2 separate regions of the Mus musculus genome follow, and region 1 is linked to region 2. A link is a contact called in public HiChIP or PLAC-seq data. All regions are on one chromosome and are shown on one strand. Each heading gives the region's core, a stretch centred on a gene start, on an enhancer-like site or on the middle of the called end of the contact. The rest is flanking DNA. Distances are from core to core; before and after follow the strand shown.

Evidence for each region. HiChIP or PLAC-seq counts read pairs in DNA pulled down with a chosen protein or histone mark.
Region 1: a contact with region 2 is called in an H3K4me3 HiChIP or PLAC-seq map of embryonic stem cells, with 4 times the contacts expected there. The contact joins the promoter of Islr here to the promoter of Sema7a in region 2. A contact is called at or near these places in 1 of 39 promoter capture datasets (embryonic stem cells), 1 of 484 Hi-C or Micro-C datasets (embryonic stem cells) and 2 of 115 datasets of contacts at active chromatin or transcription factors (embryonic stem cells and pancreatic cancer cells).

Annotation. Positions count from the first base shown.
Region 1 is chr9:58,157,183-58,161,490 of GRCm38.p6, forward strand. Islr (immunoglobulin superfamily containing leucine-rich repeat) reads right to left here and starts at 1,372. Exons shown (of 2, transcript NM_001195431.1): 1 at 1,245-1,372; 2 at 1-1,048. The coding sequence starts at 1,040.
Region 2 is chr9:57,937,461-57,941,862 of GRCm38.p6, forward strand. It overlaps Sema7a (sema domain, immunoglobulin domain (Ig), and GPI membrane anchor, (semaphorin) 7A), which reads left to right and starts at 2,652. Exons shown (of 14, transcript NM_011352.3): 1 at 2,652-2,868. The coding sequence starts at 2,691.

The DNA of each region.
Region 1 (4,308 bases), core at 122-2,621, 220 kb after region 2:
GGGGTGGCCAATGCCACATTTACAGAGCTTTCGGCACTGCCTAGCTCATTGGTGGCCAGGCAGCTATAGGTGCCCTCCTCCAGCTTGCCAAAGTCAGGGATAAGCAGGCTGCCATTGGCAAAGGCCTGGAAGCGTGGCTGCCCACTGGTTGCAAGGGCACCAGGCAGGGCACGTCCATCAGTGCCTACATTAGGACTGGCGATCTCCACCGTGCCGCCCGGGGTGTGAATGTGCCAATGGAGCTGGGGGACTGGCTGTCCATCCACGTCACAGTGGAGTGCCAGCACGAAGCCAGGCCGTAGCTCTGCTCCATCTTGGCTGGGCTGGTAGCTTAGTTGCACTGAGGGAGCTGAGCAGGGCAGGGGTGGCAGGCGGCCTAGTGGGATACCCTTCAGGACGTGGGGTGTAGTACAGGCAATGTTGTCCTGTTCTGGAATAGACACCGCTGAGGCCAGGGCCCATGTCTTGAACCACACGATGCCACAGGTGCAGTCGAAAGGGTTGTCATTGATCTGCAAGTGGGACAGCGCGGTGAGCGGTGCGAAGGTGCCCTCGGCCAACGCGTGCAGGCGGTTGTGGTTGAGCTGCAGGGAACGCAGGGCGCTGAGGCTGCTAAAGGCGTCCCGAGGGATGAAGGCTAACTCGTTGCTGTCCATCTTGAGCAGCTGCAGAGCGCTGAGGTTGTGCAGGTCGCTCCAGGCAAACTCAGAGAGGAGGTTGTGGCTGAGGTCCAGACTCTTGAGATGGCTCAGAGGGGCCAGAGCACCAATAGCCACCGAGCGGATCTCATTGTGTGCCAGCCACAGCGACTGCAATAGGGGCACTTCCCTGAAGGCTCCCTCCGGCAGGCCTGGCAGCCTGTTGGCTGACAGGCTCAGTGTGGTCACATTGGCCGGGAAGCCCGGTGGCACACCCTCTAGGTCACGATAGGCACAGTCTGCAATCTGGAAGCCATACTTCTCCCCACAGTCACAGGGCTCTGGACAAGCTCGCACCAGGTTCAGGAGAACAGCCCAACAAAGCAGGCACAGTGCCCGCATGGTACGTCCTACGGGGAAGGGCATGCCACCCGGGTGAGCCTAGGATTCATAGAAAGGAGTTGTCCCTCCTCAGATCCCTGCCCAAACTCTCCCCGTTAGAAGGCCCTGTTCCACATAACCCAGCCAGAATCCAATACCACCTAACCCACCACCCTCACCCCAACAGGAGAAGAAACCGAGGCCCAGAGGAGGGCTGGGACTTGCCAAGGTCGTGTGTGCAGTCAGTCAGGATGAAGACAAGATGGAAGTGGACCCCAGCTTCTCCTTTGCACACAGCTCTTTCTGCCTTGGCCTGTTCCTAGCTGACTTTATGACTTGAAATCTGTTTTCCAGCCACCCCCTTCCCCCCGCACTGCACAGAACCTCCCTTCTGCCCTCCCACATCCTGGCTACAGCTCCTCCCACTAGAGCCCCCCATAGGTATGTTTTGCTTCCCTGGTCCAGACAAGGCCCCTTGTGCAATGCACACACACACCCTCCACCCCTCCCACTCTGTGGCCTGTTCTGTTCAAACTATCCCAGGCAGCTGCCTAAATAAACCAGCTAGGACCTCTCAGCTAAGGCAGGGGGGCCAGAGGCTCAGCTCAAATGCAGCTGGAAATTCTGGGGTTGAGATTGTCCAAGCAGATGCTCTGAGCAGGAGCCTGTTCCAAGTCCCTCAAACCCAGAGGGATGTGCTAAAAACACACCCCTAGCTTCCTCGCTCCCAGCCACGGGGGCCCCTTCTTTCCTGACTTACCTCCAAACTGTTCTTCTGAAGTCAAGCTTAACAGCTTTTAAGATGGAACCAAAGCATCTAAGGACTGGATTGCTCGCAAGTCCACAGGACCAGGACTGCTGGAGGAGGGGTCTGGCTGGTTTGCACACCCGGCTCAGGGTGCACGGGACAGCTCTAAGCAGGGCTGCGGGGGAAGGCTCTGTGCTGCTAGACTCCTTTCAACAAAATGAAACTGAGTTTCAGCAACAGGGACTCTGCTTCATAGCTGACACTAGAAACTGGACAGGGAAAGAGGCCAAATTTGGGGTTGTTCATGTGTTCTCTCTCTCTCTCTCTCTCTCCCTCTCTCTCTCTCTCTCTCTCTCTCCCTCATCTCTGAAGTTCCAACTTCTTAAAGTCACAGCACTATCTGTGTAGGACCCAAGAAAAGATGAGGCCAGAAAGTTGGGTTGTTTTTGTTTTTTTGGCTTTTTTTTTAAATAGGGGAAGGGTGAGAAACTGGATTTCATGGAAAGTGGGAAATTTCTAACCTCGCTTCCAACAAGAAAAAAAAAAAAAAGCAGCCCCTTCTTCCTGCCTGGCTGTGTTGGTGTTTGTGTGTGCTGTTGTGTGTGCACTGTGGGCTTGGTGGTAGTGGGGAGTGGATGGATGTCACTGTGTGTGGATAAGTCTGTATATTAGAGATATGCAGTAGGAGATGTGTGTGTCTGTGTGGGACTGTGTGATGGTGGTTTGTATTTGGACATGAATTAGTCTTTTCGTGAGTATGTATTCCTGTGTGTCTCTCTTAATGTCTGTCTGTCTGTCTGTCTGTCTGTCTGTCTGTCTGTCTCTCTCTCTCTCTCTCTCTGTGTGTGTGTGTGTGTGTGCTGGGGCTTCTTGTTGGAAAACTGTAAGGACCAAAGTGTAGGGAATAGCCACCAAGCTCTAACCCCTGGTCGAGAAGCCAAAGTGTTAAGCTTTTTTTTTTTTTTTTTTAAGTAAATATATCCTGAAGTCTGAGGCTGTTGGGCAGGGAGCTCCCAAGGCAGCAGCCCAGCCCCACACTGAGTGGGCTGTATGTGCAGGCAAGATGACAGAGATGACAGCATGCCTGACAGAGAGCAGAAATCAGCCTTGGCAGAGGTGTCACTGGCTGGGGATTCTGAACACCCTGGCTTGCAGACAAAGAGGTTCCACGGTCCAGGACCCAGCACTCAGAGCAAGGCTTCGGGGCCTCATCTCAGGAACAGTCCCTGTGGCTCAGTCCCCTTGGTGTTGAAGTCCTGTAACATGCTAGACAGTATGGTGAGCGTTGCTACTTCTGGAATCTACCATCCCACACTATGTGAAAGGGGCAGCTACATCCTGTGGGGCGGATGTGAGACCTTTCTCTCAAGCATAAAGGACCATGGGTAGGAATGGATCGAGGAAAAGGTTCAAGTCAAAGGAGCTGGAGGAGAACTGAAAGACACCTCCTAGCATGGACCCCTCTGCCCTCCACAGACTATACCTGTCTGTCTCCCCCCTCCTTGCCCTCGCCCATGCTTCCTCTTCTTGTCTGCTAACCTGATAGACTCTGCTTGCCCTCTCGGTGAAGCCAAGGGGAAGTGGGTATTGTCATCGGTGAGAAGTGTATGAGGAGCCCCACCACGGTTCCTTACCTCCCCTGCTTGTCATGAAGCTGTTGAAGACCCCAGAGTGTTGCTTGCAGACACCAAGTCTGAAGCTAGGGAAGTTATTATAGATTCCTTTAGGTGTGCCCTTCTTGCCTCTCCTGCCCCAGGAAGCCTTTTCTTCTACCTTGCTTACTGTGTGGGAGAGTTTGGATAAGCAGAGCCTGGAGGCTTACACACATTCAGATTCAACAAAGCAGGGGGGATCTGACCCCAGGGTTTGTCAGGGGCAACTCACTTGTGACTAGGGCCTCACTAGGTTTCTCAGAACACAGACACACACACTCACTCACTACACAAAGCCCATACCATCAGCCCTACCTGAAGGGCCCTCCAAGGAGCTCAAAGTCCCCACTCTCCCCTACTTCTCTAAAGTTCACCCAAGGACAGATCAGCCTCAGTCCCTACCCCTTCTGCTGTGACTGTTTCCTTCTGGCACAGATGATACCAACCAAGTGGCGCACACCTTTATTCTTGGCACTTGGGAGGCAGAGGCAGGCAGACCTCTGGGAGCTCCAGATCAGCCTGGTCTACAGAGTTCCAGGACAGCCAGGGCTGTGTAGAGAGATTCTGTCTCAAAAACAAAAACAGAAACTAAAACTAAAAGGAGGAGGAAGAGAAGGGAGAGGAGGAGGAGAAGGAGGAGGAAAAGAAGAAGGAAGGAAGGAAGGAAGGAAGGAAGGAAGGAAGAAGAGAGAGGAGAGGAGAGGAGAGGAGAGGAGAGGAGAGGAGAGGAGAGGAGAGGAGAGGTGAGGTGAGGAGAGGAGAGGAGAGAGAAGAGAGAAGAGAGAAGAGAGAAGAGAGAAGAGAGAAGAGAGAAGAGAGAAGAGAGAAGAGAGAAGAGAGAAGAGAGAAGAGAGAAGAGAGAAGAGAGAAGAGAGAAGAGAGAAGAAGA
Region 2 (4,402 bases), core at 1,402-3,901:
TCACTTGCATCTGATGCTGCTTCTGGTGAGGCCATTTCCCATCACTGGTCATGAGTGGCAGGGTATGCCTTGGTTCAGGCTCAAGGGCCAGCTTTGGATTCTAACAAGGCAGGCAGGCAGGCCTGTCACTACCTATACTGTTTCGATTTCCCTGTGTTACCTGAGTCAGGAACCCCCAAACTATTGCTGGTACCTGTTCCCTTCTGTGGCTTTTCCTTCTATAGAATCAAGGAGCAGGCTGCCATCTGGCCTGGCCCGTTGTCCCAGGGTCTGTCTTGGAGAAAAGACGGCCTTCAGCACTTCTCACTCTAGCATGCAGCCTTGGGAAAAAAAAAAAAAAAAAACAAACGCCTTGGCTTCTACCCCTAGTTTCCATCTGTTCCCTATTGCTTAGGAGGCTGAGTCTGGCCCCTGGCCTGCCCTTCTGCTCAGCACGTGGTAACCTAGCCCTGTCTGGGTCCTTCTGAGGATTGTTTGGACCCAGACTGCAGTCAAGTACCAGCGGCAGCACGCAAAGGCACATTACACTGATGGAAGCAAAGGTGTTGGCCCTAGAGAGACCACCTAAGTTAAAGTCCCAGCTCTGCCACTGTCTCTGTCCACCCGAGTGAGTTTAGGTAGATTGTATCACCTTTCTATGCCTTAATTCCCCTGCTTATAGAGAGAGGAACTATAGCACCTAACTCCTAGGATCATGAAGTCGGCATTAAAAATGAGGCAGTGGAATGTTTATAGCATGTAATAGTAACCACACTATTGGCAATTGTTATTAAAGTCAGAAAAGTTGGCTTTCTGTCTCCATTCATTCATTTCCAATTGATCTCAGACGGACCCCTGTTGTCCTGGATGCCTCAGAGTTGTCCCTAAGTTGGAGCTATGTTTCCTTATCAGAGGAAAAAAATGTAGGTCTGAGAGGAATGATGTAGGCGGAAGTGGGTTGCATTTTATGAGTTACTGTGCACATGGGTAATGTTTTCATTTCAGATGCACTTGAATGCTTGGTTCTTAAAGGCAGGGATGGGTGGTTTCTTAACTTGCCCCAATCATTTATAGAAATGAAGATACTGGAGGGCATAACTGCCCAGAATATGAGTCACTGGGCTAGAAAGCAAGTATCATTCTTAGAAGCTACTTTGGCCTGGTCAGTTTGCCAACTTTAGGGCCACAGGATTCAGTGCAGGCCTGGGAAGGAGTTCTTGGGCTGTCAATAGGCTTTTCTTTCTGGGGTTGTGATCTTAGGCATCATGAAGCTAGTGACTCCGTGCACAGCCCTGTAGTGTCTCTAGACCCCTCCCCACAGAGAGATCTGGAGGAATTCACCTTAGTGGCTAGGGTACTTTGGGGCTTTTAGGAATGGAGAAAACAACTAGAAGCAGACTGTACAATTGGCAGAGCTAAGATTCGCTGTATCAAAACCTCCCTGCCCGTGGAGCAGTGAAGAGGCTGGCTCTGAGGTCAGGGCATCCTGCCCAGGGTCTGCCTGTGTCTACAGCATGCTCAGTATGTCTGGGTCTGTGGGTTTTGAAGGTCAAGTCTTTGTTTACTTCTGTTCCCTCTTCCTTGCCCTGTCTCTTCTTGGTGCAGTACATCTTAGACTACATATACAGTAAGCAATAGATTGGGACAAGCTGACCTGGATGGATTTCCCAGTCATAGCTTCTTTGGGTACAAGCAGAGGTAGGGAATCTGTCCATCTCTGGCCCAAGGAACATGGGAGACCCTTTTACGAAGAGCAGACAAAGTGGCTCTGAAAACATAAGCCAATGACAGAGTTTCCTGGGTTGTTCAGGTGACTGCAGAGGGGCCTGGACCCTCTGATGGAACTACCACCGCGTCACCAGGTTGCCCTTGGTATGTAGCTGAGCCTTAGGCAGAGAAAGATTCCCTTCGATTGGTCTGACCTTCCCTCTCTGATTATGAGTCTTGTGCCCCTCACTTTTTTCTTGGGGAAGGGGCCTTCCTAATTATATCCCCCTCAGTGCACATGGAAATGAGTTTGGATTTTCTGAGCATACACCAGCTGGCTGGGGGGAGGCAGCCCAGAAGGCTGCTGGCTGGGGAAGGGAGGAGAAAGGAGAGGGAGAGGAGGGAGCCAGGCCAAGATGAAAAATTCCCAGTGTTCTCTCAGGCAGAGCAATCGTGGGGCGTTGTGGGCACCCCACACATCTTAGACCTCCCCTCTCTCCTCCACAGAGGAAAGCATCCTGCTCCGGCTGATAGGATCAGCAGAGAGCTGCGTCCCACTCCCGCAAGCCCATTCTATGAGAATGGTTCTCTGACTACAAACCACTTAGCTGACAGCAAGGGGGGTTGTCCGGTGTTAGACTCATCCATGCGCTGAGAGATCCTTACGGATTTCCTAGGCCTTTCTTTCCACTGGGGCGAGGGAAGTGGAACTGAAGCCCAGAGGAGGGATGGGATCTGCCCCTCATGACAGATCACAAGTCTGTCTTCTTTGCAGCTGGGTTCTCCCGGTGGAGTTGCCCGCGTGCGGGTAGCGAAGGTTTTCCTGGCAGCGGTCACCGCACAAGCAAGGGGCCACCGGCAAAGCTAGAAAAGGCTGCGAGGGGCGGGGGGGAGGGGCGGGGTGGGGTCAGGCGCTTGACTCCGCCTCCTGGCGCTAGGTTCTGCCTGCGGCCGGGCGCTGTCTCAGTCTCGGCTGCTTGCCGCTGTCGCTCCGGGGCTGCGGGATGACGCCTCCTCCTCCCGGACGTGCCGCCCCCAGCGCACCGCGCGCCCGCGTCCTCAGCCTGCCGGCTCGGTTCGGGCTCCCGCTGCGGCTGCGGCTTCTGCTGGTGTTCTGGGTGGCCGCCGCCTCCGCCCAAGGCCACTCGAGGAGCGGACCCCGCATCTCCGCCGTCTGGAAAGGTAGGCGGCGCCGCGCGGCCGGCGGGGCGCGGGATCGGACGCCTTGCGGGGCGGGTGCAGAGTGTGCGGCACCCGGAGAGAGTGCGTGTGCGCAGCTCTGCGGGTCTCAGGCTGGCCCCGAAGGGAGCGTGTGGGTCCGGGTGAGTGTTTGTGAGTGTGCGTACTGTCACGCCGGAGCGGGCTGGAGCGCTGCAGCGTGCGAGCGAGTGGCTGGGGCCCGGGCCCAGCTAAGTGGCGCTCCAAGTCCAACGGCAGCTCTGAGCCGGAGCCGCAGCGCCCGAGCGCGGGGGGAGGCTGCGGGCCCCTGTCTCACCGAGGCTCTTTGGCTTTCCGCCACGGGGTCTACTATACAGAACCCTTCTTTCCCCTGGCCAGCTTCATCACCCCGACCTCCTCCTTGCAAGCTGCGAGCTCTGCTGGCACGCGGGGCTCGGGCTCGGCTGGTGAAGGGGGCGCGGACCCATTGCCGCCGCCGCTGCGCTCGGGCTGCGGGAACAAAGACCCCGCCGCCTGCCCCCGCCCCCGCCCCGGCCCGGAGCGCGGGCCAGGCAAGGGGGTGGGCACCCTGCGGCGAACCGGGACAAGGTGCGGTGCAGGGGCTCCGAGCACCTGGGCGCTGTCTCCGTAATGCTAGGACCAGCCGCTCCCCCCTTGCCCGCACGTGGCAGTTGTCACCAGAAATCGGCACTAGCACGGGGAGGGGGGACAGTGCCCATTGGGTGGGGCGAGGCCATTGGGACCCCCAAGCGGCGTATCTGGGGAGGAGTGTGCATCCTTAGGACTGTAGTGAATATGAGAACCTGAGGGACTGGAGTCTTTCCTTCGGGCATCGCAGTTCAGAACCACGGACGGTGGGACAGAAAGCTGGCTAGGTTGGGGTTGGAGGCTTTCTGCCACTAGGGACTGAGCTCCCTCCCTGCATTGCACACAAATGCCTCCCCGCCCCCAGACAAACTCAGCTCTGTACCCAAATTTGGCATCTCTGCAGCCCCTCCCCTAGTGGTGATGGGGGACTCACACCGGGGGCTGGGGGTACTTGTCCTGTCTGTCCCTACTGTCCCTTTGATGCCTTGGCAGTTTGCAGGGATTGCGGAAGTCTGAGCATTATCTGGGGCAGGTATTCTTAGCAGAGGGGGGGAAACCCACATAAAATGAGTGGCCCGAACTGCCGCAGCAGCTGAGAGAATGTGACTTGCCCAAGGTCACTGGGCAGTGTGGGCACTCACTGTGCCGGAGGGGTCTCTGATCTGACTCTGGATCTGTCCTGGGCCAGGTTAGGGAGAGGAGAAGGATTTAGATGGTTCTCCAAACCATAAACGTGGTACTCTCGTCTCCAACTCCGCCATCCAGCCAGAGGTGTAACTGGTGGAAGAGGAGCAGTTTATCTGGACCTCTGAACATCCAGTTCATGGTGGATACTTGCACCCTCCACAGTCGCACCACTTCAGCCTCTTTCTCTGTCCCTGCCAGCATGTTAACTTCCTCCGTCCCCTTGTGTCTTAGACACATGCATATGAGTATGCCAGAGGAGACA